Regions from separate parts of the Mus musculus genome. Here region 2 is linked to region 1. A link is a contact called in public HiChIP or PLAC-seq data. All regions are on one chromosome and are shown on one strand. Each heading gives the region's core, a stretch centred on a gene start, on an enhancer-like site or on the middle of the called end of the contact. The rest is flanking DNA. Distances are from core to core; before and after follow the strand shown.

The links. HiChIP or PLAC-seq counts read pairs in DNA pulled down with a chosen protein or histone mark.
Region 2: a contact with region 1 is called in an H3K4me3 HiChIP or PLAC-seq map of bone marrow-derived macrophages, with 4 times the contacts expected there. The contact joins the enhancer-like site here to the promoter of Ubl3 in region 1. A contact is called at or near these places in 1 of 39 promoter capture datasets (hippocampal neurons), 1 of 484 Hi-C or Micro-C datasets (the G1E-ER4 cell line), 4 of 115 datasets of contacts at active chromatin or transcription factors (the SCID.adh cell line, bone marrow-derived macrophages, embryonic forebrain and 1 more) and 1 of 9 other capture datasets (liver).

Annotation. Positions count from the first base shown.
Region 1 is chr5:148,550,600-148,554,048 of GRCm38.p6, forward strand. It overlaps Ubl3 (ubiquitin-like 3), which reads right to left and starts at 2,189. Exons shown (of 5, transcript NM_011908.2): 1 at 1,354-2,189. The coding sequence starts at 1,380.
Region 2 is chr5:149,615,923-149,619,523 of GRCm38.p6, forward strand. It overlaps Hsph1 (heat shock 105kDa/110kDa protein 1), which reads right to left. Exons shown (of 18, transcript NM_013559.2): 15 at 3,039-3,146; 16 at 2,824-2,943; 17 at 2,465-2,626; 18 at 923-1,788. The coding sequence ends at 1,585. Among named protein-coding and RNA genes, the nearest start is that of Hsph1, 19 kb to the right of the region's middle. Within about 2 kb of position 2,054, at least 35 of the 459 cell types and tissues checked have an H3K27ac peak or open chromatin away from gene starts, as enhancers often do. A contact at or near this core is called in bone marrow-derived macrophages, where this site is marked.

The DNA.
Region 1 (3,449 bases), core at 939-3,438:
TGTTCCCCCTGAACACATCAAGAAGGAAGAACAGCTAAAAGGACAGAGCCTGAGTTTAAAGACTCCGGAAGCAAAGGCTGCAAGCGCGGTGGCCACCCGGGAGGCAGGCCCAGTGGTTCCTTTGCATTTGAACAGCATATTAAGTGGAAAATCAAACAAACAAAATGCCTTTAAACCAAGGTCAAAATACACAATTTAGGGTCATTTTTCTTTTAAAAATATGTAAAACAGGTCATCTCTCCATAGAAATATTTGACATTTTAAAAATGCAACCATTAGCAAAGTTCAATCTTGGTTCTGCACTGTAATACATACACATTCAAATGTCAACTTGACATAAGTGGGCATGATTACATTAACTTCGATTCTTTCAGAAGGATTATTCATCTCCCAGTTACTTGCATTATGTCTGCCTTCAGGACTGCAAAGTGTCACTTCACGCGCCCACAAACCCACCCCTCAGCACTGTAAGGCTACACAGTAACTGTCAGTCAACACACTCGCAACCCTAACATTTAGAAACCAAAGGAAAAAGCCTCAATAAACAATAGCAGTTTTTGTTTCCAGTTCTCAACGCCCAGTGATCCAGGCTCAATAAACATGCTTAACTGGCTTAAAACAAACAATAGACAAACAAAAACCTAAAATGCAAAACTGTTAATTACTTGGTACCAAGAAACCTTGGAATATCTATATTTTAAAAAGGACGCTTTACGCCATAAACCTAGAATTGAAAAACATTTAAATAGCTCCGGTTGTCATAGCTGTTCGTTCAGCTAGACGTTTCGAAGGGCTCACAGCAAGACTTTTTCCAAAGAGGTGCGCCGCTGCCCCTGAAATGTATCAAGTGTGCACCTACGTCTGAACGATCTTGTCTGTCACTGAGCCAGACAGCCTCTTCCTACCCTAGGTATCCAGCTCGCCGCCCGTCCCCGGCCGTGTCCACACAGCCCTTGACGTTTTCCCGAAGCGTTTAAATCCAAGCCTTGAAAGCCTTCTAGCAATCGGGAAGGAATTTCCTCCGCTTCCACTGCATTTCCCTGCCTCCGGCGACTTAGGAAACACAACCGAACCAGTGACTCCCAGTGGTTTTAAAAAAAAGAAGAAGAAAAAAAGAAAGAAAAAGCTGCAAAACCACACCAAAAACCAGTGCTTCCTAAAAGAAAAGGGGGGAGGGGGGCAGAAGAGCCAACTTCTCCAAAGCCAAGTAGATTGGCTTTTCCAGAAGTGCCCCCCATTTCTCACCCCCGCCGGGCCCCAGAAACCTTCGCCCCGACGCCAGCGTCGTCTTCCGATTAAATAAGATTGGAAACCACACTACAATCCGAACGTCGGAACTTATCGTTCACTTACCATATCCGCCGGGACATGACTGGACATCTTGCCTTTTGAGAGTGGGCCAGAGGTTTACGCAGAAAACAAAACAAAAAGCAAGAGCAGAAGTGCTGGAACTACGGAAAAAATAAAAAAGAACCTTCACAATTCTGATCGGTTTGTGCTGAGCTTTTCCCAAAAATGAAAAAAAAAATAAAAATTAAAAAAAAAAGTAGAAGTTACGTGGGAGCACAAGAGCTTCTGGGGCGAGAGGCGCGAGGGGAGCCGATCGTCAGCAGCAGTAGCAGCTCCAGGACCCGCCGCGCCAGGTGGACAGAGCCGAGTGACACACGGACATGGAGCGGGGTGGGAGGGGGTTAAATGCGCCGTCCTCTTTCCCCGGCCCAGGCGGTGATTCACACGCGCTCGCGACTCAGGTCCTCATTAAAGCCCCGGCGACGAAGTGTACAGATAACTATGTGGCTACACATCGAGCGCCGAGCTGAAAGCGGCCGGGGCCGCCGAGAAGCTCAGCGCGCGCCGCGGGGCCGCACAGCCGGGCTGCGCGCAGCCGCGCTCAAGGGCATCGACCTCGCCAGCCGCCGAGCCGAGCCGAGCCGAACTGGGCCGAGCCGAACCGAGCGCAGCGCCGGGGGGGCTCAGGCCGCGGGCGCCTCAGCGCAGCCGCGCCGGTCGGGCCGCATCGCGTCTGGGCTCCGGCCGCCTCCGCCTCGCTGCCTGCCTTCCGCAGCGTCTTCCGGGGGCTCCTCCCTTAGCTTGGGAACAGCTCCCCCTCAGAGCCCTGACTCTCCGCCTCCTCCTCCACTTCTCAATCCCACACGCCCCGGCCGCCTCCTGTCATCGCCTCAGCCCAACATGGCGGCGGTGGCCCCTGCTGGTGCCCGAGAGCCGACTTGGGAATAGCGCCCCCCACCTCCCCCGCCCCCGTCTGCGCTTGTTCCGTTCGTCACAACGGAGCCCTCTCGGAGCATCATGGGAAATGTAGTTTGTGCAGGTGAGGGGAAGGGGCCTCCGGGGCGTCCTTGCCCGCATCGATGCCACGCCCCCGCATAGCAACAGTTGCTAGGAAAGGATAGCGCCCTTGTCTCGGTTCAGTTTAGAGGCTCTTGCTCTGGAGTCAGTCCCTACCTGTGTCCAGAAATGCCATGATCACGCGGATTGTTGGAGGAAAACAACTTGCACGGAGAAATTCCCTCGCGCACTGTGTAGACACAGTTAAAATAGGACACACCGTGGTGCAGAAGCATGTGTTTTAATCATTGCAAGTTCTCCACATCCTGCAATCTCAAACCATTTTATTGAGTGAGTTAATCTTTAGGTCTCCTCAACATGACAGTTTGAAGATCAGAAACAATCATTGATTTCCAATAAGGCCGTGGAAGTTCAACAGAAACAAGACTCTTGTGAAGCAGAGGCAATGTCTGAACACACGTTTCCTGAAGTCCTAGGGCCATAAAGCTGCAATCCGCTTAATTGAAATGACCAGAAACTATATAGTGGTAGTGGAGACTACATGTAGATTCACCACTTCCCAGCCTAGCCCCTGTTTGACCCGGTGACGTAATTGTATTGTGAATTTAAAACAGCATAATATAATGCCGATGCTAGAATATTTAGGTGAAAAAATAATGTCTACCACGGATCTAGGATCAGAATACAGAAACCACAAGTATTCAGTTGAGCCTTATTCATATCTCAGACCTTTCGGAAGGGCAGTCTCCACACGATACTATTACACCCACCTACAGTTGTGACCTCACCTAAAGGCAGCCTTGCCTACCTTCCAGGGCTAAAGTCTGGGTGCTGTTAAGGATGATTTCATGCATGGCACATACATCGTTTTGTAAATAACAGCACATCTTCTGACGTGAACGGTGGCTACTCATCCTCTTTCTCTCTCGACGCACAGGTGCACCACAGGCTCTGCGGCCACTGAGAGTTCAGACGTGAGCTATGCAGTCCCTGTTGTCTAGGAGCCTGCGTCATTCCCCAGAACCATCTCCCCAGTCACGTGTTCCCTCATCGGACGGGAACTCACGGGACACTTCAGAGGACCTACTTGTCTCTTGAGTGGCGGCCTGGCTGAAGGCATTCCATACACTCCTAGGAGCCTA
Region 2 (3,601 bases), core at 804-3,303, 1.1 Mb after region 1:
CGCACCCCTCAGTGTTCTCTCCATCCCATCCTTGAGGTCATTCACCATTGTTGTGTGTGCTTGCATATGGGTTTTTCTGTGGAGACCAGGCTGGCCCCAAGAGATCCAATTGCTCCTGCTTCCCAGTGTACATAACCCCACCACCAACCCTGCATCTACCAACTTGTGATGCAGGCAGGGGATTTTCCAGAGCTAGTGCTATGTTAATTGTATTTAATCTTCCAAAATGGATCTTTTTAAGTGCTGACCCTCAGGCACTTTTGTTACAGCTACCAAAATCAGCCAGTGGTAGGAAATCTCCAGGCTGGTGTCAGTGCACATTAGATGTTAAGCTTCTCAATGCCCAAAGACTACAGCTAAGCCAATCGGCATGTTTTGTTTGGGTGAGGTCACCAGCTGGTGGCACTTTTCCAAGGCTGGGGAAACCCATCAGGGCTTAGCAGGAAGGTGTGTCTTCCAAGGTGACCCTGGGAGCAATGGGTTTTTCCATCTGACAGAAGGTGAAGAAAGTTCCCCACCACTTGCTCACAACCACCATGATGCCCTGCCCTAGGGAGCCACACCACCTGAGACCAAAGAACTATGTGGCAAAACCTTGAAGGACAACAAAAGAACTCAAGATGACACAAATATTTTAAATTGACTTCAGAACAGAATTCACCAAAGCTCTCAATTTGTAATACTGGACAACACTTACAGGTTAACTTCTGGTTTTTGGCTGTAGGGCACTATAGTCTAGAACACTAGCAGACCCACCCAAAAAGCCAGTCACCAGAGGACAAGGACCAGGATGGCGATAGGTCCCAGCAGGGCTTTTCCAGGGTGGGACTTTGTGCTCAGGTTTGTCAATGTGGAGAGCAGGCACTATTCTCTACGATGGACTCCTTTTCCCAATGCCGATCGGAGACAAAGCCAACAGCTTAGAAATGACACCACAGGGTGGACTTTATTTTAAAGCTCACGAGGTGTTCACAATGATCACATGATCCACACGTGTGTCTCCCGTGTCACACCTCCACGGGACAATGCACTGTGTGGTGATAGTTCACAGCCCTGCTTCGCATGCTGCTACGGTTCACTAGCTCTGTTGTACTCTTGACTTGGTAATAATGAAAGCAAAATCACTCTACTGGACAGACTTAATTTTTGAAAGCCCTTATGCAAATCAGACTTAGTCTCATTTATAAACAACCACAGCCACACACATGCGGAAATGAAGAGCAAAATGCAAAACAAAACAAAACCCTTGGCAAGAATAACTGCTTAAGATTCTGATCCCAGCGTGTGACCAAGCAGTGTAGTTCATATCCTCAGAAGACGACCCCACCTCCTCAGTGTATGAGCAGCAATACTGTACAGAGCTCAGTGTGGGGCACAACTCCACAGGACCCTGACACCAAAGTCATTCTCACTTAGGGTCAGAGACTACACAGATTCAAGCTTTTCCTTTTTTCCCCTCATAATACACAAAATTTCTAGACAGTCTTAAAAAAAAGAAAATATAAATAGACTCAGTCTGTTATACAGGATCACATACTATGGCAAACACATCTCATGAAGTGGGGGAGGGAGCCAGCACAGAGCCTAGTCCAGGTCCATGTTGACAGAGCCCTTCTCATTAGGGTGGCATTCACCATTCTGATGCGGAGCTTCAGCACCAAGATTATTTTTGCCTTCTAAATCTTCTTTCTTGTCAATATTTGGGCCATTTGGAGTTCTCTCCAGTTTAGGTGACTCGATTTTTGGTTTGGGTTGAGTTACAACAGGTTCACAAACATTGTTCAATTCCTAAAAAAACAAAATTAGTTATCATTAAGATAACTGATATCCATCTAGTTCATTCAAGGACTTCCTCACACCCCTGGCCCAGTGCTTTCCTACCTGGTTCTACTCTTCTCAAAGCTGCATCAATCAATCACAATGACTCCTAATCAACTGACTGCCTCCTATGGCTTCTCTGGGACTTGCTAGGTAGCCTTAGATGCTAATGTATCTCTGCTACATAAAACAGGAGTTATGAACTCCACAACAAGGAAGGGACAATGACTCAAGGCTGAGTCACTTCAAGATGACATATCTGTATTTGGAGGCTGGAACTTAAAAGTGGCTGAGAAGGCCCACTTCTCCTTGGTCTTCCTTGTTCGTGTGTACTATTTCAGACGAAAAGCACTCCCTTTGTTTTCTTCTCAGGCCATCCCTGGTCAAATGCCCACCTGCCTGCTCTCCACAACAGTGTTGCTGGTCTCTATCCCACAGCAGGACAGACTGTGCACTCAATGTCTGTTTCCCTCAAAGGACAAACAACTGCTGGCAATATAGGGTTCAAGGACACACTGCCAACCAGGACAGACGTAGCTAGAACAGTTCTAAATGGCAATACTGAATTAAGGCAGGCAGTGCTGGTCCAGGGGAGGCACTGGTGTGCCAAGCTGAGTGAGTGCAGTCGGTAGCTGGCACCACTCACCTTGACCTTCGCTCTGATTTCATGAGTTCGAACAACAGGGTCTTGATCAAGACTTCTTTTAGCCTGAGCATTCATGACATTATTCATCCACTCCATCACCTCATTAACAGACTTCTCAACCTTCTTCATTTCTGATTCATCAATGTGGTTGTATTTCTCATCCTGGATAGAAAATACACAAGACACTCTAGAGAATATTGAGAGCTACATCTATCTACTCAGACCCACTTTCCCTAAGTTCAAGTCTACCATCGTCCCAAACACCGACAGTTCCTCACTAAGCAACATTTATTCAGCAAGGATCCTAGGCCACATGTTGGCTAAGTCAGGTCACTCCCTGGGATGAGAGCATCACCCACCTTGCCTCTGAAGTCCGCTGCAATCTTGGCATAGTGCTGCAGGCGCTGCCCCAGCTCCTCCAACACTTTCGGTCGTTCCTCAGCTTCTTGAAATCTGACTTTAACAGGAGTGCCCATTTTCTAAAACAGAATAGGGTAAATCGCCAGACTTACACTTTAGTAAACACCTATGGCTTGACGTGCAAGCTGAATCATTTAGGGAGAACAGGACTTACCATCAGCTCTTCCAACTTGTCAATGTATGCCTGCTTAGCCTGGTCCTCCCCTTCCTCATACAGCCAGTCTTCCGTCTCTGTTAGAAGCCTCAAGAACTTCTCATGTTCCTTTACAGAAAGGACAACAATTAGTGGCAGTCAGTCTATTTATTTCAGAGGTTCTTACCCCAGGCACGCATTTCCGCAGTGACCCCAGGTAGTTCAGGGGAAGTCACTGGCTTCTCCCTTCACATTAACTACGGTCCTGTGACCTCACTACAGACACTGGGATCATGGTCTTACACAATTTCAGCACAACACTTCTGACTCATAATGCTGTACTCAAGAAACCCAGCTCCAGGTCATCTATACACCCAATGCTTGGGTCACAGAGGGCAACTGTGTCCCCAACTCCAAAGCAATCATCTCAGTTATGGCAGGCACAGGTGGCAACCAAAGCCCAGTGCAGCACAGCCCGGGGGTCGGGTCGGGTCGGGTCGGGCTAGAGGGTCCTAACCCAAGTCTAAGCCACTCCCTACGCCGTACCAGGCTCCAGGCTGCCGTCCAGTCGCCTTCCCACAGTC